Regions from separate parts of the Mus musculus genome. Here regions 2, 3 and 4 are each linked to region 1. A link is a contact called in public Hi-C and HiChIP or PLAC-seq data. All regions are on one chromosome and are shown on one strand. Each heading gives the region's core, a stretch centred on a gene start, on an enhancer-like site or on the middle of the called end of the contact. The rest is flanking DNA. Distances are from core to core; before and after follow the strand shown. Region 1 holds the start of Pkp1 (plakophilin 1). Region 2 holds the start of Kif21b (kinesin family member 21B). Region 3 holds the start of Csrp1 (cysteine and glycine-rich protein 1). Region 4 holds the start of Phlda3 (pleckstrin homology like domain, family A, member 3).

Region 1 (6,439 bases), core at 2,954-5,453:
GATTCTTAAGCCTAGAATAAATGGCATGCTAGTATTTGCAATTTGGGCGGGCAGCCCCCCACAGGGTTACCTGGCAGTGTGGCCACCGATCCCATATTCTACCCTCCAATATAGTTTTACAAACTCTGCCAGGGAGCTAAGCAGAGGACAGGATCCAGGAAAACAAGCAGCACTTGCTACGAAACGCCCTGAGATACTCCACATTTTTGCATGTGTTGTAACAGGTCAACAGAAATATTGGCTAAAACCCCAACTTCAAGCCAAGATACATGGTAAAGAAACAGAATTGGTTCATTTGAAGTTTAATTAGTATGTTTTGCCTCTGGAACAAGCTTAAACACAAATGCCCTTTAGCATCTCTCATCTCAGCTTGGTGCCTGAGAAAACAACCCCACAGTGGTGTCTACCCACAGTCCGTGGCCAGGACAGGGCAGCTTTCAAGGATGGAATGAGCAGAACCTTCCTCTGGCAGGGGTTCATGCTGAGACACAGACAGATACAAACACGCAAGTCACCAAAGGCAGGGCCGCCCAAGACTGCCCTTACAGGGCACGCAGGAGCGGGCATGAGACTGCAGAGCCTGAACAGGCGGGAAGCTTGGAGGGTGAGCAGGCACCTCCTCAAATCCAGCCAAAATCCAGTCTCTGCTCACAGAGGAATAAAGGTTCTGTGCTTTAGTGGGAAATACCCACTGAAGGGAGAAGGAAGAAGTTCTGGCCCGAGATGGGGATTTAGACGCACACAGACAGTTCGTTAAGAAGCCAGCACCATGCGGGTAAAATGCTGGTCATGGTAGATACTTTGGAAGAAAGCTCCTTTTACGAAACTTTGTGTGTGATCTGCGTGTCGTGGTGGCCGTTGTTGTGCTTGAATCAAACGAGATATGGGATAAGTTGAAGGGAGAGATTCCAGATGCAGTGTACACATCTGAAAGGAGACTGTCAGCTCTTCACCTTCACAAGACAGCTTGTTATCAATAACCACAGGAGTCTTTCCCACCCTTAGAAACATCAATACTCCCCAGCAAAGATCTCTTGCTAAACAGATTTCACACACACACACACACACACACACACACACACACACACACCAGTTGCTTCTTATTTCCCACATCATCAGGAAGACATATACCTGACACTCTGACACACAAAGGGACACCCTGAGCACATAGGAGAGCTACTTCATGGACATCCCTTGAATAGATAGCAATCTCCCTCTGCATGGTCTATAGCCCTCTTGGGGACTTCATGACCAAGTTGAAAGATCTGGCCTACCACCAATAAGGAGAGAATAAGTAGATACATACATTAAAATGGTGCTAGCTTCCGTATCCAGCCCTTAACAGCTCAAAATTCCCTTCCTAAAGAGAAGAAGGTGGTAAGGGTGGGCCTGACGGACGAGGGTCTGAGGGAAAAAAGCCTCTTCTAAGCACCAGGGTTATTGGTAAGTTTTGCCTGGCTGTTCACCCGGGGCACAAGGAACAGTGGCCATTTTGCCGAGCAACCCCTTGGGTGGGGCCAGCTTTCTTTAGAGTGTGGGTTCTAACAAAGAGGCTCTGGGTATGAGGCATGGAGCTCCAGACCCTACTGAAACCGGTGTTCTGTTCCAGGAGAAGATTATGTGAGAATTCAACTGTCCAGGGAGCAGAGACCTTCCATGGCTGCCAACTGATCTCTGCCAACATGGAAAGCAGGCTCCTGGCATGGAAATCACCAGGAGAAAGAGAGTGCAGAATGGCTGTGCAGCAGACACACACTTGGGCGTTTCAGATGAAGAGGACAGAGAAATCTGACGAAAACAAAGCCAGATAAACCAGCCACACCAGCTCCAAGTGCCCCAACCGCCTATTCCAGCTGGGAGAACTGGCCCCCTTTGGGAACCTCCCCAGAGGCTGAGGTTAGAGCAGACACACCCACAGGGCCAGTCCCAGGAGAGTTTCTGGACAAGTATGCACTGGGAGGCATCAGGGTCAGCCCTAAGCCTTCACCTGGATGAATCCCCTTGGGGGACCTTTGGTAGAGACATCATCAGATGGCTACCCACAAAGCCCAAGCTAGAAGCAGCACTTTGAGATGACAGATGTCAGGGAACGCCCTGATAGGTTAGGGAGAAGGGATGTTTGGGCCCTGAACCCAGGTTTGAGATTTTCCTGGCTCTAGGATCTGGAAGCTGAGACAGGTAGAGCAGGGGGGAGGGGGTGTGAAGAGGGGGGTGGGGGGTGGAAAGGGACAAGGTCAGGCATTAAGCAGAGAGGAGTGGGTGGCCTTAAGCTGTGCCCTGAGCTGTGGCTCCAGGAGGCCCTTTGTCACTGCAAACCTGCTTTCAAATGAAGCAGTGACAAAGGCGGTAAATAAAAGGGGAGTTAGGCAAGGGAGTGCGCATCTGTTAGGAGAGGTGCCAGGCGCCCAGACAGGGGCAAAGGGCACCGGGAGCAGCAGAGCTTTTTTGGTGTGGGAGGTGGCAGAGTGTGCCAACAGCCATTTTCTCTTCCTTAGTTCTACCAAGGGATCACTAGGGAACAGAGGAAAGAGGACACATGCCAGGGGCAGAGAGTGTGGGCCTGCTGACTCGCTGGAGGGGTGGCAGAAGTCTACTTCCTTTGTTTTTTCCTTGTCCCTTTACCCATCGCCCTCCCCCTCCCCCAACCAGGTCTCTATAAGCATGTTTGACCTGGACTTTTATTAGCATTTTACTCCATCTAGTTAAATAATAAAAACAAATACGTTCAAGTTTTGCTAATGATATTTGTTAAACAAAGGTTAGCATATTTCTTACTGGGAATCCTTTGTATGAAAATTTCACTCTAAAATTCCCACCTGTAACACCTTGTCAGGTGCACTTTCCACCTTCAGCTTCAGGGACCTGGTCCCTTTCTCCTGGCCTCCCCCAAACTGAGGCTTGTCACTCACACATCAGGGCCATCGGGGAGGACAGGACTGGAAGCCCAAACTCACTGTGAAGAGGGCTCAGTTGAGACTGGGAGTGGTGCCCCCCCAATCCATTTTGGTTCCGGTTTGACACTATTTTCTACTTAAGGTGGGTCAGGGGAAGGGGGCTCTGTATTAAGGATTAGAGAAAGAGAGTGAGCACTCACACCTCCTTCCTTGTTAACAGAGAACTGGCCCCATGATAGTCTTCTAGTCAGATTTGCATCTTTGGTTTGGTTAGAGACTCTATGTAAAATATCAAGGGATCCCAGGGACGTGTGTGTGTGTGTGTGTGTGTGTGTGTGTGTGTGTGTGTGTGTGTGTGTGTGTAGGGGGCGCTCCCTGACCCCCCCCCCAATTCCATAATGCCTCTCCTGAACCAAACTCCATCACAGTAATTGAGTCGCTCCCTTTCCTCCTTCAAACACCACCTTCACTAGGGTTATTGTCTCTCTCCTATTGGGCGCAAGCCGGTTTTGACGATTGCAAAGCCTGAGGAACATGAATGAGAGGATGTGGGGAGAGGTAGGCGAGAGCACCCGGGTCTGAAACTTTAGGACAGACACTTGAAGATAATCGGAGGCTGGTGCCCCTGAAGCAGGACTGGGAAAAGAGAGCCATCTGGATTCAGGAGTTAATCCCAGCTGTGTCCCCCAGTGAGCTACCCATCCTGACCCACAGCGTGCCATCAATCCCCAGCAGCAGGCTAGCTGGGGGCGGCCGGGTCCACCCTGTGGCAATGGCCTGACTGCTGAGATGTGGGCACTCTTCACAGACTCCGTCAAAGCGGGCTGACATTCAGTCCCCAACGGGGCGACGGAAGCGCATCGGGAGGGACGCACCGTCCCAAGGGCTCCGCGCGCAGCCCGCGCGCCTTTACCTCGGTTGGAGTGACTCAAGGTGGACGACTGGGAAGACTTGGACTTCTGCCGTTTGACGGTCATCATCACTTGCTCCTGCACGCGCTGCCTGCCCGACGTGCCGGTCTTCATCTTTTGGTCAGAGGGCAAAGCCAGCGTGGAGTTGTCCTGGTCCTGGAAGCATTCGTACGCCAGCGCGGTCTTGAGCGGAGAGTGGTTCATGGTGGCGGGAGGCGCGGGCCAGGGGAGCCGAGGGTGCGAGTGCGGGCCAGGGGAGCGAGAGTGCGAGCCGGGGTGCGAGCGAGCGCCTGTTCTCCTCTCAGCGGCTCCCTTTGGCCATAGAGCGCTGGTCCGCGTGAGGGCTCCCGGCTGCTGCTCCTGGCGCCTCCGCCCCGGCTCGTCCCTCAGTAGGCACTGGCCGGACCCGCCCTCCGTCAGACAGGATATACCACCCCTGCCCTGCGCCACCCACTCCGCAGGCCGCCGCTCAGACGCGAGCTGCAGGGCACTGTGGCTGCCAGGAGGGAGCTGGGGTGTGTGTGCTGGGCGGCGGGGAGTGCCCGGTGTGCAATGCTCCCAGGCTCGTCCTTCCTCTCCAGGTGACGTCCAGGGGAGACGCCCCTGGGTCCTGCTTCTGCTGCCTCCAGGAGAAAGTGCGTGCTCAGCTAAGGACCAACGGGGGACCTCTGTCGAGGAAAAGGGAGCTCTTCTAGCTCAGTTCCCCCTCTCCGCCTCCCCTCGCCCCCTAAAGCAAAGCGACCCTCAAGCATTGAGATCATGTCAGAGACCAGCCCTGTTCCTTGGGAGCTCTCAGGCTGATGGATGAGGGATCTTTTGCCACTGGCCAAAGAGAGTGCCTTTAGCTTGAAGGGAGTGAAGTCAGGGGCAGGGGCAAGGCAAGACTTAAAAAACAAAACAACCCACAAAGTAACACTCACTTGTGGATACACCCAACACAGAAATCCTGTCAATAATGGACCTTCTCTGAAAAGGCATGTACTACCCCCACACCAATGCCTGGCGTCCAATGAGAAGTTGAGATAAACACTAACTTGAAACCTACTCAGACCCTTACTGGAAAAACTCCCTACTATGTGCCAAGGACTGTGTGTGTTCTCTTCTATGTGCACACAACCTTGGGATGTGTGTGGGGATGTTTCAAGCATGTGGCACCCTCCTGAGCGATGGAGGGTGACACAGCAGTGCATTTGGTGTGTGACAGCAGCTGAGTCTTAAAAGCACTTTGATGGCAATCTTTCTTAAAGGCATCACACCCTGCTTTACCCACTGAAGCTATACTGGAAATATCTTATGCATTTCTTGATGCCTCGGGTTTCTGGTTCTGGGTGTCCATCACTGATGTGCGCAGCCGTGACATCTTGTCAGCTTAGGTTGAGGGTCTCAGTGACTGAATGCCGTTGGTTTTGCCTTCAGGTGTAGCTGTACCTTGTTGCCCACAGGAGTCCTCTTCTGCTTGCTCCTTTAATCTGCATAGAAATCACAAAGTAAGACTGGTTGCTACTTATGCACCAAGGAGACTGACTGCAACCCCGTGATGGTTGTCACCTCTCTTCCAGAGAGGTGGGTACCACATACAGGCAGCTCGGCTGTTCTCCAGACGTCAGTCACAGGAACCACCTGCACAGCAGATTGCTATAAAGCAGACCTTAGCTTCCTCTAGAAACAGTGCTATACTTGAGGGTTGTGTTCTTAAAACAAACAAACAAACAAACAAACAAACAAACAAACGAGACAGATGTGAGCCCAAACATGCCATTGTTGGTGACTAAAGTGAGACACCTTCAATCCATTATCACCACTCCACGTTTGAGAGTCTGCATCCAGCCACAGACTGCTGTACACATCACAGCCTGGCCCCACATGTTAATGGTAAGAAGAGAGGCAGCTTGTTCCCGGTAAGTGACAAAGCCTCTCTTCTAACCGGGCCTGGTGGCTCCTGGGCCACTGCTTCTCCTTCCCACTACCCAGCCTCTCTTAAAAGTCCTATAAAATAGGCATTAAATGCTGTACACATCGGTTCCATGAGGGCCCAAGTGTACTATAAAGTACACACAACAGCTTATAAAAATGCAACTCCATTATAGCATACGCTTGGACTACCGGAGACCTAACATGTTAGCCACAATAAACCTTAATTGAGTCTTTAAATAATGATAATTCTGCTATCTTCTGTAATACACAGGGCCCTGAAGCAGGTGATGGGGTAGCTCATATTCTTATGAAAATCAAGTCCGTGGAAGCCCAAACTGATTTCCTTTAAAAAACCGCTTCCGGGTGTAAAGTTCAATTTGTCTAGCTTCTGCTTTATGATTTGGATATTGACATTATTTTTTGTCGCACCAATAGCAATAGGAAGCATCTGCACTATGTTCCTACAAGCCTGTGCTTACAGTTGGGGCTATGGGTTCTCTTTATGTGGCCCATGCCACCCTTACAATGATCCTATGAACTTGGCACCATCACCATCACCATTTCTTTTCAGATTCGGAAACTGAGGCACTGTAAGTTTGGCAGAACAATTGGGTCCAGAATGTGGCAGTACTTGGCTGCTTCCTTAAGATTTCTTTATCAAGCAGTGGGCTCTGAACCCTTTCAACGCCTTGGGTATATATATATATGTGTGTGTGTGTG
Region 2 (6,439 bases), core at 1,531-4,030, 210 kb after region 1:
CCATCTGCCCAGACGCCCACAGCTCCTGTCAGGAAAAATGATGGAGGACCCAAGATGCCTGGGGGAAGGAACTCAACTCAGAATAGAAGTTGAGACTTATAGTCGAGTCCAGTTAGGGGCTTAGCCTTTTCCCCACCCGTGTGTGTGTGTGTGTGTGTGTGTGTGTGTGTGTGTGTGTGTGTATGCATGTGCAGCATTGAGGGCTGCAGGCAGTAGCTGATCCTGAGAAAAATGGGTGTGAGCCTCTGTGTGTGTGTATGTGTGTGTGTGTGTGTGTGTGTGAGAGAGAGTGTGTAAAACATTGAGGGCTACATGCAGTAGCTGATCCTGAGAAATTGTGTGTGTGTGTGTGTGTGTGTGTGTGTGTGTGTGTGTGTGTGTGTAGCACTGAGGGCTCCATGCAGTAGCTGATCCTGAGAAACATCAAGGTTCATTAAGAAGAGCAGCTGGGCAGAGGTGGGAACACAGCAAAGAAGCAGTGGTTATTGACGCTGGAGAGAGCTCAGAGAGGGCAGAGACTGTCTTAGTCTTTCCCTGAACTAATCTAAATCTCTCCAAATGGCAGCTTAAGCCTCCTTCTCAGCTTGGATCCCCACATGACCTCAGCCCCGTTAGTCCCTCACTCCTGAACAGAAGAGCCCAGGAGTCAGGGTCTGGACCTCAGCCACCCAGCTCCTGCTTGCTAACCCCAGAGGGAGCTGCTGGGGTGGCTGGGGCAACTGGAACCTTGAAACCCTAATGGCTAGGAGGCCTGAGTCCGCAGCCATGGGCCTCCTTGCTTACCCTAGCTGCACACCCTGGATGTCAGGAGACACAGAGAGGAAAGCTCTGGTGGCATTTCCCAGCAGCGGAGCTCTGAGTCAGAAGGTCACCTACTGCTGGAAGTCTGAGCAGACCTATGGCAAACAGGAAGCTAGAGTTAAGTACCAAAGAAGTCCAGGGATGGGAGGGAGGGGGAACAGTTTAGGTAAAAACACATTATCTTTCAGGAGAGCTAAGCCTGTTGCTTGTGGCACCCCCGGGCAAAGCTGGGCCAATCCAGCTCCCTTCCCCACAGGCACGCCCTTAGAGGAATCCCTTAGAGGAATCGGGACGCCTAGAACCACTTGCAGAAGTCCAGATCTTCTGTGTGTTGCTTATGAGACTATTTCCCCACTTGCAAAATTGGGGGTAGGGGAGAAGGCTAGAACCTGGCTCATAAGGTTAGGAGAACAAACAAGAACAAAAGCACCAAGTACCTCCCCGTGTAAGCACCGCTCAGCTCTCCACATCCTCCTTTTGTTAGAAGACAGGGAGCAGCGTCCCAATTTCCCAACACTGTCTCTTGCTCTAAGGAATTTGATTCACTGGCTTTGGGTTTCAGATGCTAATATTAATAAAATATATAGGATCCCACCAGGACCCCTTACACACCACCATCACCACTACCTCTCTGGGGCTCTGGCTCTCCTCCTGTTTGCTACGAGGGTAGGAAGAATGAGCTGACCTAACTTTCACATTTTCCCTTAAAACTATTCCAAACAGGCACCTGGGTTCCCGAGTGGAGCAGTCACAGATGGGGGTGGGGAGTGGGGAATGATGGCACCAAGAAGTGGATCCTCAGGACCCTAACGTACATCCCAGCCAAGACGTCTCACAGGGTTTCATCATCTGAGGCTGATGCAAGAAGCTTGGAGCCAGACTCCCCTGCCTCCCCTCCCCCAGAGGTCTCCATCCACATCTTGAGCTGCAGCTGGGTCCTCCTCTTGGGCCTTTTCCAGAGGAAGGAGCTGGGTGAAGCCTGGGAAGGGAGGGCAGCTGGTGAGGGGCCCTGTGAATGGTCCTAATGTTGGTTGTTGGGGGGCAGGGAGAAGAGTGGGGCTGGGAGGGTGCAGGGGTGAACTGGAATGGGACTTGACTTCACATTACTGGTCTCCTTTCTCATAGCCCTGTGTTGAAAAGTCTCCTGGGCTAATCCTTTATATACATTTCTGATGGCAGCGCTGGCCTCCTTTGCCTTCTAGCTTCTCCCAGGTATCTGGAGTCAAGTGCTTCTTTGTTCCTACTACTTCCCAGGCAGATCTGGCCTCCCACATCGACTCCCCCACACACAACCCGCCCCCCCCCCCCACTGTCACAAAGAGTGTGAACCAGGCCCTGTGGGTCATAAAGGTTAGTGGGACCCTGGTTTAGTGAGGAGAACCTGAGCCAGTCAGCCATCAAAGCAAACTATGAGCTTAAAGATGTTGCAGAGTGGAGGTGGGGAAATTTACTTCCACATCAACAAGAATCCCCTTCAATAAAGGTTGGCGGATTTACCGAAATAAATGCAGAAGGGACACTTCGCTGACTCTTTCAAATTGCAAATTGCTCATCTCTATGAGATGCTTTGAGGTGCAGCACACCGCCCAGCCCAGAGACCAGGTTCTTACCCATGCCTAGCCACAGACTCGCTGTATGACCTTGGGGTGTTCCTCTTTGAGTCCCGTTCCTCATTTAGGAAAGGAAGATCCCACTGAGACTGAGGTACCATGACTTCGAGGGCCGTGGTTCCCGAATGGTCAACTTCCCAGGGACGAGTCCATCATGCCACTCCCGCTTTCACTCCCAAGCCCTCCAATCCTACCCCGCCCCTCCCAGCCACCCGATGGACGGGAGCCAAGAGGTCTCTTTAAAGGCTCAAGTCCCGCCTCTGCTGCTCGTTGGGGCCTTCTATTGGCGGCCTCTGGGAGGGGCGGGGCCCTGCGCGGCTCTGAGGGGCTGGGGGTGGGTCCTGAGGTGGCTCGGCCCCCGCCCCCTTTGTTCGCGCTGCGGCGGGAGGTGGCGGTCCGGGTGGGAGGTGTGTGCGCGCGCGTGTGCCGCGCTGTAGGGAGCTGCGGGTCTCACTGCCCGCTGTCAACGAGCTCAGCACCTCCGCGCGATGGCTGGAGGAGACGCATGGGACCAGCCCCGTGGGGCCGGCCGCGGCTGAGCCCCTCTGCCGCCTCCTGCGAGCATGTCACCTCCAGCCTACGAGGTCGCTTTCGCTAGCAGGGTCCCTGCCTCCGCCTTCTGCAGCCGCAGCCGCTGCCTGGAGCAGTGGCCCCCGGACCCCCGCCCCTGATCCGCGCCCAGACCCTGGTGCCGGAGGACCATGGCTGGCCAGGGCGACTGCTGCGTCAAAGTGGCCGTCAGGTAAGGGTCGATGGCGGGGAAGGGGCGTGCGAGGAGGGGTTCGAGCTTTGTCTCGCGTGTTCTCGGGCGGGGGGCGCGGGCACCGCTCGAGCTGGAGTCTGCAGTCCAGGAGGAGGGGCCGACGCGCGCTGGCCCGGCTGCCGCAGGGGAGCGGCGGCCCAGCGGACTGATGGAAGGTGGCTTTGTTTGGGTGGTAATTTCTGGCCCCTCTTGGGAGCACTTAATGATCAGAAAATCGAATAAACAAGGAAATCCGGTATTTCACACCCAGCTTTGGCCCAGGCCGGAGCGTCTGTGTGTTTCCTCTTGTCCTCCCCATGAGGCTGCTGTCTCATTCTGGGGTATAGGAGGGAATCCCCCCTCCCCCCATCTACCCCAGTTAGCCAGTTCTACGCTCTTGATCCAGCTCACCATCCTGGGAGCGGATACAACAGACAAAGATCGGTTGTGGGACCCATGAAAGGGTTGGAATGGTGCCTTGGCTTTCCACGGGGTGCCAATGGCTTTTGGAGAAAGCCCTGCTGGTCCTGCCCCAAGAGGAGATGGTGCTAGGGAGGAAGAAAAAGGTGTATCCGAGGGACTAATCCAGAAGGGGTGAAAGGGGTGACAGGACCCTAATGCTACATTCACAGGCACAAAGGTGAAACTGAGCAGGGGGGAAGGGCCCCTAGATTTATCTGGATTCCCATTCCCGATATCTGTAGGTATTAGAAGTAATCTGGCAGACATTAAGAGGAAAGAGGACGGGACTTAGTGGGTTCTTTTCCTAGGGGCACACAGGTGCAGGGACAGGAAATGCTACAAAGTTGAACTCTCTGTTCTTTGCAGAGAGTGAAGATGCCTCCCACCAGCTCTCCCGACTGTGTTTTGTGGTCTTCTCTTTAAGAAGAACATAGTGGGAGAGTAGCAATGTGAGTGAGCTGGTCACCAACTCACAGATGCACTGAGGAACATACATCTCTGGTTCTGGCCTTATAGAGTGGGGGAGGGGAGCAGTCAAATTCTAGGGTAGGTCCTTGAGACAAGTGTTCAAATCCCCTGGGTCAGAGATGACCCAGATTCCAGGGATCCTGGGAAGAAGCTCATAGACAAGATGAGAGAAATCGATGAGATAGGTTCTCTCTTCCTGCCCCAGAGCAGATGCCCACCCCCCAACTCTGTATAATCCAGAGAGAAGGCACGGAGGCTTAGTATATAATAGCTCAGGTGCTGAGGGAGGGAGATTGAGGGCTGCTGGTCCAGCAGCTCCTACAGCAGTCAGAACACCACCCGTGCACACACTCTGCCTGGCACTGAACAGCCTGAGACAAAGAGGAGCCCTGCAGGTGTCTGGTGGGCTGGTGGGGCGGAGCCAGGCTGCCACTGAAGCTGACATTGCAGCAGGAACCTTTGGAGGTCGAGGGAAGGGGAGCACGCATGGGCCGGGTGGGAGTGAGACATGTCAATATGGCATCTACAGCAGATGGGGAGAGGGGAGCTACCTGCCGTAAAAAGAAAATGGAAGCCCAACCTCCAACCAGTGTGAACCTGGACTGACAGGACAGGAGACGGGGTGCTCTATCCATGGGGTCTTTCCTTTAGACTCCATTTTACCGGAGAGAGCCAAACAAAGGCCTTCCCCCTTGATTCATACTCCCCAGTCTGGGCCTGGCATGGTAAAATATTGGAGTTCCCACTTCAGGAGCCTGGGGGCATGGGCACCTGTATAGAAAATAAAGGGAAAGCTAGTGTTCCTTCCCACAATGACTATCGGGACGTTTCTGGGACCTTTACCACAGAGAAGGGCTGGTGGCTGCCTTCTGCACCCAGGGCTTTGGGATGCTCTTCCTAACTGGAGTCAGCTGTGTATATGAAGTTGTGTGGAAATTGAACATCTGAAGCGCTAGCCTTTCCAAGGGCTCCAAAAAGGTGAGAGCCCCGCCCACTCATTCCGTCTGGCTCTAGATCAGCCAGCCCGGCACACGCCAGACCTCAATGGGCAACCGGCCGTGCAGGCAGACAATGCCTGGACAGAGCCCAGGTTCTAATCAGAGAGCTGAGGGTGGGACTGGGCTGGGGGAAGGAGCAGATGGTGCCAGCGATGTGCTTTAGGGGGAATTCTCCTTGGTTTAGCATCTCTTCCCATGTCCCACCTCCAGTGTCACCACCTGTGTCATTGAAGAAGGGGCTGGGTGGGAGGCTGCAGTCTGTGGCACATTTATGAGCAGCAAGGATTTGAGAACTGCCCGCTGCTGTAAGTTTCCTAGCTGCTGACAAAGAGAGCTGTCTTCCTGACTTCCTGGAAGTCCTCTCCGAATTCCCATGAGAGTCATTTATGGTGAAGGCCTGGGATCTGGCCCTGTGAGCAGAGTGAGACGGGGCTGATCAGGGGTGTGCATGGGAAGACAGCCTGGGATGTTAGAAAGGGGACCCTGAGGCTCCTGATTTACAGCCCGGACAAAGGTAAAGCTGTCTGTGTTCAAAGTGCTGCTTGGCGGCCTAGACTCCTAGAGTCAGAAAGAGGGAACTTTCAGGATGTGGGGAAGAGGGCCAGGTGTGACAAGGCCCCCAAATCCTCACCCCTGCTAGGTAGAGTCAGACCCATCTGCCCTTGAACCCAGGCTAGCCCACCTTACACTAGAGATTCCCAACCTGTCCCACCTCTGCCTGCCTGGGATCTTTTTATCCACTAATCCCTGTACTCTAAAGGCTGGATTGGCCTTTACCTGAGGTCAGGGAAAAGGATGCGCAGCCAAGCCAGAGAAGACGGCTGAGCTGTATCCACCATGCTGCAGAGACAGAGCCCTGGCAAATGGGGGCTATAACTGTGGGGGTCGAGGGGGGAAATAGCCAAGAAACCTAAGTAGGCAAAGTTGAAATTGGGGAAGGAAGCCAGGCTACGTGATGGGTTTACTTAAGACCCTTTCAGGACCCTGGCTCTGAGCCTCACCATAAAGAGAGTCCTTGGTGTGGCCTAGCCCCTTCCCCTTATCTCTGCCTGACTCTGCTCAGCTTCCTTCCTTTAGTGTGCTGGGGAGGGGGAGGTGCCTTGGCCAGCCCCACAACCAGCCAGGGACCCAGGGGACAGTGGTGGATTCCATCCTTGCCCTCTCCTAGCTGGGATATCTCACTTCAGCTACTTCCCAAGTATTAAGGCTTCCCTGGAGTCTTGCTCAGTGACTGCCTACATTTCTAATCAAGACTTTGCCAGGATGGGAAGGAGAGTAAAAGACAGAAGAAACTGTGGGGTGGCTGTGTGTGTGTGTGTGTGTGTGTGTGTGTGTGTGTGTGGGTGGGTGCTTTCAGG
Region 3 (6,439 bases), core at 1,409-3,908, 190 kb before region 1:
AACCACGGAAAAGTGCTAATTGATGTTGGGTTCATGCCCAGCTAACTTAATTAATTAATTAATTAATTAATTAATTAATTAATTAATTACTGTTTTTCAAGGCAGGGTTTCTCTGTGTAGCCTTGGCTATCCTGGAACTCACTCTGTAGACCAGGCTGGCCTCCAACTCAGAGACCTATCTGCTTCTACTGGAATGAAAGGTATGTACCACCACGCCTGGCTCAGCTATCTTTTAAAATACAGCTGGGCTGCCCTGGATAGGCTAGACCTTCCTAACCAATCAACTATTAGCAGGGAAGAAAAGTCCACAGACATACTCACAGACCAGTCAGATGGAAAGGATTCTTGACTTGGGTTCCCTCGCCCCAGGTAACTCTGGGTCGTTGACAACCAAAATTTACCAGGACAGTAGGGCTCTCTTGAATGGTGAGTTGAGCTAAATGGGTAGACGTGACTTATGGGAGAAAGAAAAACAAAATCAAAAACAAAAAAACAGGCCAGATAAATGTCTCATCTTCTGAATCATGAGATGCTTAGCTTTATTCCTGGAAGAGAGTAAATTCAACAACCCAGCTCTATCCCTGACTTGTCTCTCTTTATTTATAAAACTGGGGAATGACGTCAGAACTGGGGGATGAAGCTGTATACATACTAGCATGTGTTCTACCCCTGAGCTATATCCACGGCTTACTTTTGATTTTGTATTTGAATTTTATTCATTCATTCATTCACACACACACACTCTCTCTCTCTCTCTCTCTCTCTCTCTGTGTGTGTGTGTGTGTGTGTGTGTGTGTGTGTGTGTGTGTGCTTGTGTGCGTGGTGTTAGCAGTTGGTTAGGTAGGCATTCACAAGCCAGCTGTGTGAGCGGAGGTCACTTTTGGGAGTTGGCTCATTCCTTCTCCTGTGGGTTTTGCACAGCAAGCTCCCTTACTTGCTGAGCCAATTCACTGGCCCTTTTTGTTTTGAGTCAAGGCTTCGCTAAGTCCACAGACTGGCCTTTCAATAGCTCTGTAGCTCAGGCAGGTCTTGAGCTTGTGTTCTTGTCTCAGCTTCCAGAAGAGCTGGGATTGCAAGTCTAGTGCCACAGAATCAAGCCCCAGGGCTTTAAAGGAAGCCCACGAGGGTCTGAGCCCTGGAAGAGTGAAGGAGATAGCAAGCTGTACCTAGAGATACTTTTGAGATGGCCGCCTAACACATGTGACTGTTCCCCAATGAACATAGCACGCATCTCCTCTGCGAAAAGTGTGGCAGGCAGGAGAGGTCCAAACAGGCAAATCCACACAGCATGTGACATCATGCTGCAATTTGAGTGTGGCTTAGTTCCTGACACTGCCTGTGCTTGGTGAGAATAATGTAATTCAGCCAGCAATGATAATAATGATCCAACCTGCAGTGATGACGGCAGTCCTCAAGTCCTTTTGATCTTGTAATAGTAAAGAATAATGATGGTGGGAACTAGCTCTTTTAATCTTAACGTCACAGGGAAAACTCTGAGTTCAAGGCCATTCTGGTCTACATAGTGAGTTCCAGGCCAGCCAGGGATACACAGTGAGCCTCTGTCTCAAACAAAATAAAAACAAAAACAACTTTACAGAACACAACAAATAACAGTAATTATCCTATGAAATAGAAGAGGGCCTCCTTTGAGGCTCTAACACTCCCACCCATAGCCCCTGTTACTAGGAACATAGTTTTCCTTGCAGATTCTTCACTTCGTTAGGTCCCAAGGAAAGTGTTGTGCTTCTTGCTTGGAGCTGTTTGTACCCATAGTGAAAATGGGCTGGGCTGGAGACATGGCTCAGTGGTTAAGAGCACAGACTGCTCTTCCAGATGCCCTCTTCTGGTGTGTCTAAAGACAGCGACAATGTATCCACATACATGGAATAAATTAAAAAGAAGGAAAGAAAGAAAGTGGGCCTTCCGTTTTAAGTCCCAGGGGCATCAGTTCACCTCTAGGATTGGATTTCTGGACAGGCTGCTCTGCGGACTGGGAGCAGGTGGGCCCAGTAACACATATTGTTAATCACCCCAGAGGCAGTTTTCAGTGGCTTGAGACTGTGTTTGTCATTCTGTAGGTTAGCCCAGAGGAAGATCCACTCAGGAGCGGTAGAATGATCTCTTGTGGGTGGCAGGGAGATGGGGAAAGCAGAGGGACAAGAGCCCCTGGAGGAGGGCAGCTAGGCTAAGTGCTCCCGGGTGTTATAGTATCTCATCCCCCATCACATCTCGGTGGCACATAGCCCTTTTACTGATGAACCTAAAGCCAGCTGTCTGGCAGAAGTAAGTCACAGGAAGTGGGGCCTTGCTTGTCTTATTCTGGAGTGCAAGTTAGTCCCCTTAACATTGTGCCATCGGAACCCGAAAATTTAAGGACCTTCACTCTCTTCCCTAGGGGGCCCAAGTTTATCTTTAGTCTGATCTCACAGTTAGGTCTCCGCTTTCCCACATGGCAGACCAGGAACCTCTTAACCCCATCCCTCACCTCTGTGTAAAGATTTGCCCCCAGAGATCGCCATAGGGTGCAAAGAGAAGTCACGGCTGGGGCGGCAGCCACGCCCGGGCTCCCGACCCTAGGTTTTGGATGGGGGAGGGGACAGCTTCTCCGTGACATCAGCCCTGTTGTGGTGCAGTGTGCAAAGCCTACTGGTTGGCGTGGCGCGGGAAACGCCTTCCGGAGGGGGAAACAAAACGGCGCGCACTCCGGCGCAGCCAGTCACCGCTTCCCTGAGAGCTGTCGCCCGTGCGCCTCCCAGCAGCTGCCAGGTGAGTGTTACCCCGGGTGGTCCGCCTCGGGTCCCCGCAACTGCCGGAGCGCCTGGGTCGCACCCTGCGCCTATTGGTTTTTCCGGTCCTGTCGCAGCCCTGTCGCTTGCAAGAAAAGTTTGTAGGAAGAGTGATCCCAAGAGGGAGGTGGTGGGAAGTGGCTAGAGTTAGCTCGGCAGTGTTTCCCTTTCCTGAAAACTCTGGGTCCCTCCCCATCCCGGGGCTTCCAGGGCAGCTGACTTTCGCGTGCTCTAGACCCAGGGTGACCCTGCCCCCCACCGCCTGCAGGTCCTACAGAACAATCAGCGATTCTGTGGGCCACTGACACTCATTGTAAAGCTGAGGGATGAGGACATCCGTGCCACCCCTTTCCTCTCTCTCTTTTCCTGAGAGAAAGTGCCCGCGAGTGTGTGTGTGTGTGTGTGTGTGTGTGTGTGTGTGTGTGTGTGCATCTGGCTTGGTAGCCCCAGAGTGCAGGTATGAGTTTTCTTTTTTCCTGAAAGAACCAGATGGAAAAGAAAGTCTTGGTGGCAGGTGAGGACTACTGAGATCTCAAAGAGCCAGCAGGGGAGTAGAAAGGGCCTGAGAGCGAGTTGCAGTGTCAGCCAACAAGCTGTTATCTATCTGACAGGTGTTTCATCCAAGTGGCACAGGTCTGGGTCTATTCTGCATGTGCTGCTGTGATCCGTCAGAGCAAGGGTCTAGACTGGGAGCAAGTACTTGATGTCAGGACCATCCCACCCACTTGTCCCACCCACTTCTTACCTCCTGTGGTGCATGAATGGACGGGCCTCCCCACCTTGACAGGACACTGTAATGGGACACCATCACTGCATGCAAGCGGTTCACTTGCCTTTGGTGGGACATTTATCATGAGACTCTGGAATCTTGGTGACAGGGTTTCTGAAAGGCAAGCAGACTGAGTTTTGACTCAGATTTGACACTTAATACACGGATGACCTCGAACAAGTGACACAGCTCAGTTTTCTTCTGGGCCAGTACTTTTTGGAGCACATATTACACACACACACACACACACACACACACACACACACACACACACACACACACACCCTGGCATCCTGCAGAAGCTCAGAGGACTGGGGCTGTTAGTACAGTTGTCTCTGAGCTAGGTTGGGGATTTCCTTCAGGACTGGGCCCTAGGGCTTCCTCCCTGCCTTCTGATCCTCTCACCAGGCCTCTGCTTAGGAAGCCAGGCCTCTGTGTTGGGGAGAGGCTGGTCTGGGCACTGCCTAAGCCTCATTGGAGAATCCAGCTTGTCACTGCACAGAGAGACCCTTTGCCTTGGCAAGGATATCCGGGGTGGGACGGTCTGTCAGGGAAGTAAGTTTATCCTGCAGAGGGTGTGGTGTTGGCCTGAGGAGGTAGAGAGGAGAGCCATGCCCAAGGCTCAAATGCCGAGGGATTTGGGAGATTGTAGGAGAGAAACTGAAGGGCAGGTCTCCTGCTCTGTGATTACCTGCAGAGAAAATGTGAAAAAGCTGCCTCTGGCCTGCCCTAGCACCGGTCCAGGTGTTGTCTTTTGTAATTCACAGACTCCAGAACCAGTCTAGTCCTTCCTGGGTCAGAGTTGCAGGCTGAGAGGGTAATGTTTGCACTCGATCCATGGTAAATCAACACTGGGTGATTGAAGGTGGCTATGGTGGCACGTGACTGTAATCTGGCACTTGGGAGATGGTGGTGGGAGGATCACAAATTGGAGTCTAGCCTGAGCTAATATCTTAAAAAAAAAAAAAAGACAACAACCAGTCAAGAATCGAACACTGAGTGGATGAGTGGAGTCGTAAATAATCACCAACCTGTTTTTCCATGACTTCAGTGTTTACAGGTTTTTATTCACTGTGGGTCTCCTGGTGGAGAAAGCGAGTTGGGGAAGAAGTCTTCTGGTGAGCCCCAAGGTTCATTTATGCAAGCAGGGCTCACTGGGCAAGGTTGACTTGCTAGAAGCCTGAAGGAGGCATGGATTAAGTCCAAAGAGATGTTAGCGACAAAAAGCCCCCACCCCACCCATTCAGTTGTTTGGCATTAAGCAGGCACATTGGCAAATCCTTAGAGGCACCAGACTGATTTCGATGGCCTTTCCAAACGATTATATATAGTAAGCAAGTGCTGTGCTTGCTGCGTGCCAGGTGGGGCTCAATCCTCCACCTGTGTTGTCTATTCTGAGGAAGGGGCTGACGTTGGCTGTTGGTACAGATGAAGCCACTCAGCAGTGATAAGGAATAAGACAGCAACTGGTCCCAAGGAGCTGTTCAAACACAAGCCTTCTGCTCCCACAACCCGCCTGCGGGTTTTTCTTTGCTCCTTCACACTTCCGCATTCCAGGTCACCTAAGGAAATGGAGTCATTACTGAAGACCACTCTGTGGTGACTTGATATGTAAAAGCAGATAGGGCTTCTATGGGTTTAACGTGGAAGGGGTCATCTTTAGATTGCCTGACTTCCAGGTTTCCAATCTGCTAGGTGGCTGAGGGTCCAGGGAGTCCCACGAGTCACTTTCCAGGCTTACTTTCGTGCCCCCTGATATGTGTCTGTGTTTTGGAGTCATGTTTTCAGGAAAGAAAAAAAAGAATCCTGGAAAAGAGGCAGCCAGCGTGGGGGCCCTCTGTAAGAGCTGTTGCTTGAGGAACCAGAGGTAGCCTGAGTCCTGCCAGGAGCTCACCTACTGTTTCCAGTTGTTAGGATTGTATATGGTAATGACATGGCTTGGACTACGTCGCTCCCCAGGAATTTGTCTGACGTCAGTGTGGAGTAATTCCCATGTATGGTAAAGTGTGTAAATACGAGGCAGCTAGTGTTTCCAGACTCTGGTATTTCCAGAGCTGTCCAAAGCTGTGCCTGAGGAAGAAATAGAAGGCTCACAGCTGCAGTGCAGCCCAGCCGGCAAGCTGGTCCTCACCCCAGGGGGTCTGGGTGTTCTTCATGTGACGGGAGGGGGGGGGACCTACATGAGCTGAGTCTCTCTGAGATGTCAGCTGCGAGCAATGTATTTACAAGGCGAAGGCTCTCCGTTGTTTTCTCTCTTTTAAAAATTCATCAGAATCATTCAGACTTTTCTGTCCAACACAGGGCACAAACAGCTGGCTCTGCTCTCAACGTCATTCCAGACAAAGAGCGGATTCAATTTGATCATAACTTAATTATAAGGTTTCTTGTACTCATTTAGAAATACTTAAGGAAGTCTAGGGCTGGATGTGGCCCAGCTGTAGAGTCTGCATTTAGTCATGGGTCCCTGTTTCCATCTGCACACATGGTAATCAGATTTCTGAACTCCAAAGGTAGAGAGCTGGGGATGGGGAGTGGGGGTTCTGGAGGTGGGGGGTGGGAGAGCAAGATCTTAGTTACAGTCAAGTTCTGGGGGACATGGGACCTGGAGTAGTGACAGCTCAGGGAGGTCTGACTGACTTCTCAGAGGGGAACCACATGTGAAGGGCTAATAGTCCTGTAAAGCTGAGACTGAGCTCATTTTTTGGGGGTGCCTCTCTTCTACCAGGGACCTTTATCTTCAGGGTAGGTCTGCTTCTTGGGTACTCAGGCGTCACACCAAAGATTCAGGCTTCATGGGCTCTGAACTTGTGCCACCTTCCCTCTGACTCTGTCCTGGCTGCTCTCTGGGCATAGGGGCGTGGAGGCAGAGACAGCCACAGGGCTG
Region 4 (6,439 bases), core at 1,568-4,067, 150 kb before region 1:
CGATAAAATTATCTTTACTGCTGTTCCTTTGTCTAGCAATGTATTACTCCCTGGCTTAATTTCTTCAAGTAAATGTTTAAAACAATAGCTCTAGGGCTGGAGAGAATACTCCACTGGAGAGCTGGCTCAGCTGAGTACTGACTGTTCTTCCACAGGACCTGAGTTCAATTCCCAGCACCCACGTGGTAGCTCACAAATACAGATATAAATGTAGGCAAAGCACCAAAGCACATAAAATAAAAATAAATGATTAAAAAGATAAATCCAGTTACTTTGTTGGTTGGTTGGCTGACTGTGGCTCTTCACCCAGCTGTGCGTGTCCCTCCGCGTGGTCTCTTCCGTCCTTACAGTAAGTAGAATGTAGAATGGGACATTCATAGCTAGAGACATTCTTGGCTCACTCCCTGCCCCCTCCTCAGGGCATTTTGAGTCAGCCCCAAACAGCTGGACTCAGCTTGCCTGACAGGGCAGATCAGCTTTCTATTTGGTAGGGGGAAGGGGAGGTGGCAGCTCTGAGTTGCTACAGGGGACATTCTGTCCATCTGTCCCATGTGGGGTCAACAAGTCAGTAAGAGTCCAATCAGAGTCCCAGGACCCAACCTTCCTTCCCCGGGTCAGGGGCCTGGTTCCTGCTCCTGGTGTAGTAACCCTGATGGGGAGGCACGCTCTGCACCCTCTGCTCTTGGAAACTTGATCTCAATATTTAATTAGTACAACCCGGACCTGAGTCCCCCTCAGATAGGGCTTCCAGGAAAGAAGCCAGTCCTGGGGGGAACTGAATTATCTTTCCTAACCCCAGGAGGTCACGTGACTGCAGGGTCTCAAGATGACTCCTGGATTCCAAAGACTGACTCTGGCCATTGGGACAGCAGTAGAGGGGCCCAGAGCATGATGCTCCACGGAGTTTCCTCCTAGGCCCCTTTGCTCACTCTCTTTTTACCTGATGTCACCACCCTTTCCCTTCCTTTCTCCACCGCTTAGAAGCCTCTAACCCTCCAGCCAGTAAGGAAAGAGTGTGGGTGGCCATGTCATGTGTTACAAGGGCTCAGTGTTTATGGAGAGGCAGGGTGATGTCACCAGCAGATTCCAGGTCCTGTAAGCCACCAATACATTCATGCCCTAGACTCTCTGATTACAAAGCTGCAGGATCCCGGTTAAGTTGTTTGAGTTCTCTGCCTTGTTTTTTTTTTCCCTCATGAGAAAATGTGAGCAAAACACTATGCCCTATCTCTCATGAGAATTTAAAGCATGGGGGAGGGCTCTGTAAATTTTGTCTTGAGAATGATCCAGTAGTTATAGAAAGCATCAGTGAACGAGAAGGAAGCAGTAGAGATGGGCTCAATGGAGACACTCCTCCCGGTCCCACTCCCACCCCCATTTCCTAAAGGAGAGAGGGTTGGTTAAGGCAGGATTCTGCCAGGTTGGTCAACTCAGCAGTCCCTAGAAGAAGGCTGAGGGGAAAGCCACACCATAGTGGCTGGCCGACAAGTCCCTAAGGGCACTGTCTAATCTCTCTCCTGGAGTGGCATTGTGGGAGTTGGGAGCTGAGGGACAGGGAGAAGGTCAGAGGGAGGGACAGACAGGGCTCTGGATGGGAAACTGATGACTCTTTCTCTCCACAGCTGGCTTGGTTCTGCAGGGGAGGATACCCCCGGCTCACAACAGAATCCTCCCTGTGCCCGTTAGTTTTTCGACACCGAGGACCAAAACAGGAGGTGTGAGTACAAAGAGGTCTTCTTTCTGACTAATTATTTATCATTAGTCCCAGAACCTTTACGATTAACATGTCCATGAGTAGGTGTTTAAGAAACTTTGGCCTGGAGGGGTTGACCAAGAGGGCCAGATGAGGGAGGTCCTAGGAGAGACATCTTTCTCCGGCTTCTGACCTTATATGATGGAAGACATAGTAGGAAGAGAGAAATAACTGAGTTGGCAGATCTGTCCCGGGTCTTCACGAATGGTCACTAAGTTGCTCTTCGCAACAATCCTACCAGATCAGAATGGATTAGTTATCCCATTTGATACATGAAAGTATGGAATAAGGTTAGAGCCATTGGCCAGGTAGGAGAGGTTTGAAGTCAACTGAGAAAAGCCTGTCTCCCTTCAGCATAGTGTCCCAGGAGAAGCCCATTCTCTGCTGTGGACTCTGCAGAGAAGCCACAAGGCTGAGGGCTAACTGCAGTAGGCATGGTTGGGCTCCAAGTCAATGCTCTGTGAGACAACCCCACACCCACAGCACGTGTGTCTACTTCCCATTGATCCATCAGGATTTCTCTCTCCCCACTTTATACACACTATTTTCTAACGCCTACCTAAGTAGAGGCAGGGAAAGGTGGGAGAGTAGGTTGTCAGATCTGTGGCCAGCCTCCCTTGAGCCCAGCAGAGAGACATCTGCTGATGATGGTGGACAGACCCAACACTAGCTTTTGGCAGAGGCTGGGCGACCAGAACTCTCGTGCTCTGAGAAGCAGCGGGTATTTGACACCCACCCTGCCATGGTGCCACTGCGTTATCGTCAAGCCGGCCCCACCCCAGGCCAGCAATGACCTGGCTCCTCTAGGAGAGGATCCTCGGCCCTCCCCCACTTCTCCTCTTTCTCCTTCTGCTATGCCCCGGGTGTGAGGCCGGGGTGAACGGTTGAGGCTGGGGGTCGGGTGAGGGGCTCGGAGCGGTGTTTTAAGAAGGGGCAGCCCGCAGGCTATTGAGAAAGCAGCCCCCTCCCGGGCCCGCGCTGCTGATGGGTGTTGGAGCCCCACTGCAGCCCCGCCCCCCGGGGCCCTGTCCGGGCGGGTGCGCGGCGCAGAGGGGAGGGCCAGCGGGGCAGGAATGCGCGGCGGGCGGCGCAGGAGGCGAGCGGTGGAACATGTAAGGGCACATCCCGCCAGCAGCCGCCCAGCTCGCAGACGGAGCGCAGGGGAGCGGGCGTGCGGGCGGCGAGGCGCAGGGCACCGGGTAGAGGCTCGGGGAGGTCGAAGCGGCGCGCAGGGTTCCAAGCCGGCGGCGAGAGAGTAGCATCGCACGAGCCTCCCGGTACCCGCTGTCTGCGAGGCGGCCCGGGCCGCAGGCTCGACCGCACAGGGAGCAAGGCCAACCAGCTCCAGGGCGCGAGAAGCCGGCGCTGTAGAGCCGGGACAGCCGGGATCGCCGCAGCCTCCAGAGCTGTGGGAACCTCGGGGTGCCCATGACGGCGGCGGCGACCGTGCTGAAGGAGGGCGTGCTGGAGAAGCGCAGCGGCGGGCTGCTGCAGCTGTGGAAGCGGAAGCGCTGCGTGCTCACCGAGCGCGGGCTGCAGCTCTTCGAGGCCAAGGGCACGGGCGGCCGGCCCAAGGAGCTCAGCTTCGCCCGCATCAAAGCCGTGGAGTGCGTAGAGAGCACCGGGCGCCACATCTACTTCACGCTAGTGACCGAAGGCGGGGGCGAGATCGACTTCCGCTGCCCCCTCGAAGACCCTGGCTGGAACGCTCAGATCACCCTGGGCCTGGTCAAGTTCAAGAATCAACAGGCCATCCAGACTGTGCGGGCCCGGCAGAGTCTTGGGACTGGGACCCTTGTGTCCTAAACCATGAGGCGTATCATTTTATCGACATGCCCCCCCTCTCCCATCTCCGTGCCCAGAAGACATGTCAGGTGAGTCCCAGAGCACTGAATCCTCTCTCTTCTTCCTCCTCTGCTCTCTATAGAAAACCAGGGGCTTTGATTTCTATCCCAAAGCTGGACGATCCCAGAGAAGGTTGTTGGGACCAACAGAGCGTAGATCCGAAGAGAATGTGTTTTTGGAAGCCGGGCCTTTTGCCAAGTGAGCAGAGCAGGCCCTTTCCCTAGGGCACCAGGCAGGAGGGTCCTTAATGTAACCCAAGTGTCGGAGAGGAAGATGGGTGGGAGCACGGAGAGAGAGCACGGGTGGGATAGGCCTCCTCAGAGATTGGTTCACTCACCATAGGACTCCTGCGTTGTATGACTGTCTTCCAGAATGAATGCATGCTGGAGAATGTAAGTGTTGAACTGCGATGACAACTCACTACGGTGTAGTTATCGAAGGAGTTATAAGGGCTTGCGAACAAAACCATGCTGTCTTAGGTCCCTACGTGGGGCCTCAGTGGAAGGCTGGGCTGAGCCAATGGCTTCAAAAACTCATTCTTGATAATGGATCTGGGGCTCCAGGGCTGAGGTGTGGGAGCATAAAGGAGTGTGAGATGTGGAATGTGAGATGTGGCCGGGACATCATTGCAGGGATGATAGGCCTGGCCTATCCATGAGTGCTGGCCAAAGGCATGCTGGGCCAGAGGAGGAGAAGCTAGAAGAGGGATGGGTGGCTGAGAACAGGATGGGGCCATGCATCTCTATTCATGATGTCTTAATCCTCCTAAAGGCAGAAGGTGGGGGGTGGGGGGGTTGGTTTGTGGTTAGAATGGCTCAAGGGAGGGACCAAGAATAGAACCTAGAAGCCATGGCATTTAGCCGTGTGCCCTCTTCCCCAGATACTACTCCCTCCTCATGGGAATCAGAGCTGGGGTTTATATAATTCTGCCCTTAACTTCTCCAACGGAAGCTTTGGTCCCTCTGAACCCAGCTACACCACCCAAAGTACCTCATCCATCTCCTCTTCCATCTCCAGCAAACAGAGGTCAACTGAGCCTAGGGATTATCTGGTGTTCCAGCCCCTTTGAGACTCTGGTTTGCTGCCCCCCCCCCCATAGAGAAGCTGTAAAGCAAACCCTCTGGGCTAAGAATGGGTCCACCATGATCCCTTAGGACGCAGAGAGGGGCTGGAGGAAGCAGCTTCCACTGACCACAGCATGTCATCAGCCTTCTGTCCATTTCTCCAGTCAATCCCTGGTCAAAAAATACTTGGGGGAAAAAATGTTTCCCTAACACTCACAGACCTTTTTTTTTTCTTGTCAATCATTTCCCAAACAGTATAGTTTAATGACAATTTATATAACATTACATTGTGTTAGGTATTAACAATAATACAGGGATGACTGCAAGCATATGGGAGGTTTGCATAGGTTATATGCAAAACTACACCCGGTTAGAGAAAGAAGCCCCCGGATTTTAGTGTCTGTGGCATGACCTGGATGGAACCTGTTCCCTGTGGATAACAGGAGTGGTCACATTATTTCCTTCTGTTCTGGTGTAGACAGGTTGAGAAGACCTGGTGTGAGGCATGCAATAAACCAACCATCCTAACCACTGTTCTTGCTTTCCAGCTTCTCTGTCCACTTTGGTTGGTTGGGACCTGGCTACATGTGATGAGCCAGAAGCTATCAACATGAGGAAGATAAACCTATCATCATGGAAGGAGCCAACCAGCCAGAGACGGAGAGCAGAAGCCAGTAGGGGCTGAGCATGAAGATTCAGTTCCTGGACACTAAGACTGTTGTTATATCCAGCTCAGACTTGCGAGCCACAGGCCTGGCCTCCAGTATCATGACTTGGGCCTTACCTGGTCCAGCCCTTGGTTCTGGGTTCTGCAGACTGCTGTTTGACCTCTGGCTTTGAGACATGCCCAAAGAAGGGCTGGCTGTTCTTCATGGCGTGCTAAGCCAGTGCCTCAGAACTCAGGAGGCCAGCCTGGGGTCCAGAAGATGACCACCTTACCTTAGGACAGCCACTGGACTCAGCTTGTGGAGGGGGGTCTGCTGGGCTGGAGTCCTGTGCCTGGGGGGGGTCTCCTGCTGCTTAGGTCCTTTTGGGACCCCCCCGCCCATCTGTACCCTTTCTTTGCACACTTCTTCCCTCACCCCTGTTGCCCTCTCCTCACTTCGGTGTTGGGCCTGGAGGGGGTGGGGGTGGGGTAAGGGTTGGCCCTTTACCATTTCATGCTTATTCCAGAATGAAGAGGCCCAGTTCGTGGGCAGTAACCACGCTGTCTACTGAGTGAAATTCTTTTAAGTACAGGACACCTAGAGCTTTGGAACATCTCTTCTCTAGTCCACAGGCCCTCTGAAAGATGTAACTTGAGGGGTACAAGCACTGTACCCCCAGTAGACATGGCCTCATCGGCCATAGGAAGGAAGGGCCCCAGTGTGACTGAAGAATGTCAAGTCCTGCAGCTGCCTCTTCTGTAGAGGGTGACTTTGTCCCTACTAACCTGGGAAGTGACTCTAGTTTCCAGGTAGGCTTCTCTCCGTGTGGTTTACACATGCAGATTCACACATTAATACGTAATTAAGACTTCCTTAGTTGTTTCTACATGGGAATCAGCAGAGGAATTGGGGCCTTGAGTTAGACAGAACCGGCTGTGGAGTGTCCCCTGTGACCTTTCCCAGTATAACCAGCAAGTCTCCCTCCCCTCCCTGATGCGGAGCAGTGACCTGCTTCAGAGTCTCTCCAGAAGGAACGAGGCCGAGGGAACTTACTTCGTAGTCATTTGAAGTCTCTTTAATAACCTTTGGCTTCTCATGTTTCACACCTTCTGGTGTCTCTTGTTTTTTAA

Evidence for each region. Hi-C and Micro-C count contacts between places; a contact is called where the count stands out from the background. HiChIP or PLAC-seq counts read pairs in DNA pulled down with a chosen protein or histone mark.
Region 2: a contact with region 1 is called in an HNF4G HiChIP or PLAC-seq map of pancreatic cancer cells. The contact joins the promoter of Kif21b here to the promoter of Pkp1 in region 1. A contact is called at or near these places in 1 of 115 datasets of contacts at active chromatin or transcription factors (pancreatic cancer cells) and 1 of 9 other capture datasets (adipose tissue).
Region 3: a FOXA1 HiChIP or PLAC-seq map of pancreatic cancer cells shows a contact between it and region 1. The contact joins the promoter of Csrp1 here to the promoter of Pkp1 in region 1. A contact is called at or near these places in 4 of 39 promoter capture datasets (the 3T3-L1 cell line, embryonic stem cells, hippocampal neurons and 1 more), 1 of 484 Hi-C or Micro-C datasets (the G1E-ER4 cell line) and 1 of 115 datasets of contacts at active chromatin or transcription factors (pancreatic cancer cells).
Region 4: a contact with region 1 is called in a Hi-C map of epidermal suprabasal cells, with 2.0 times the contacts expected there. The contact joins the promoter of Phlda3 here to the promoter of Pkp1 in region 1. A contact is called at or near these places in 2 of 484 Hi-C or Micro-C datasets (embryonic stem cells and epidermal suprabasal cells) and 3 of 115 datasets of contacts at active chromatin or transcription factors (embryonic stem cells and pancreatic cancer cells).

Annotation. Positions count from the first base shown.
Region 1 is chr1:135,915,004-135,921,442 of GRCm38.p6, forward strand. Pkp1 (plakophilin 1) reads right to left here and starts at 4,204. Exons shown (of 14, transcript NM_019645.3): 1 at 3,808-4,204. The coding sequence starts at 4,009.
Region 2 is chr1:136,128,610-136,135,048 of GRCm38.p6, forward strand. Kif21b (kinesin family member 21B) reads left to right here and starts at 2,781. Exons shown (of 35, transcript NM_001039472.2): 1 at 2,781-3,153. The coding sequence starts at 3,113. Gm15850 (predicted gene 15850) reads right to left here and starts at 2,574. Exons shown (of 3, transcript NR_046170.1): 1 at 2,412-2,574; 2 at 784-896.
Region 3 is chr1:135,726,509-135,732,947 of GRCm38.p6, forward strand. Csrp1 (cysteine and glycine-rich protein 1) reads left to right here and starts at 2,659. Exons shown (of 6, transcript NM_007791.6): 1 at 2,659-2,766.
Region 4 is chr1:135,763,268-135,769,706 of GRCm38.p6, forward strand. Phlda3 (pleckstrin homology like domain, family A, member 3) reads left to right here and starts at 2,818. Exons shown (of 2, transcript NM_013750.2): 1 at 2,818-3,627; 2 at 5,211-5,867. The coding sequence starts at 3,182. The coding sequence ends at 3,559.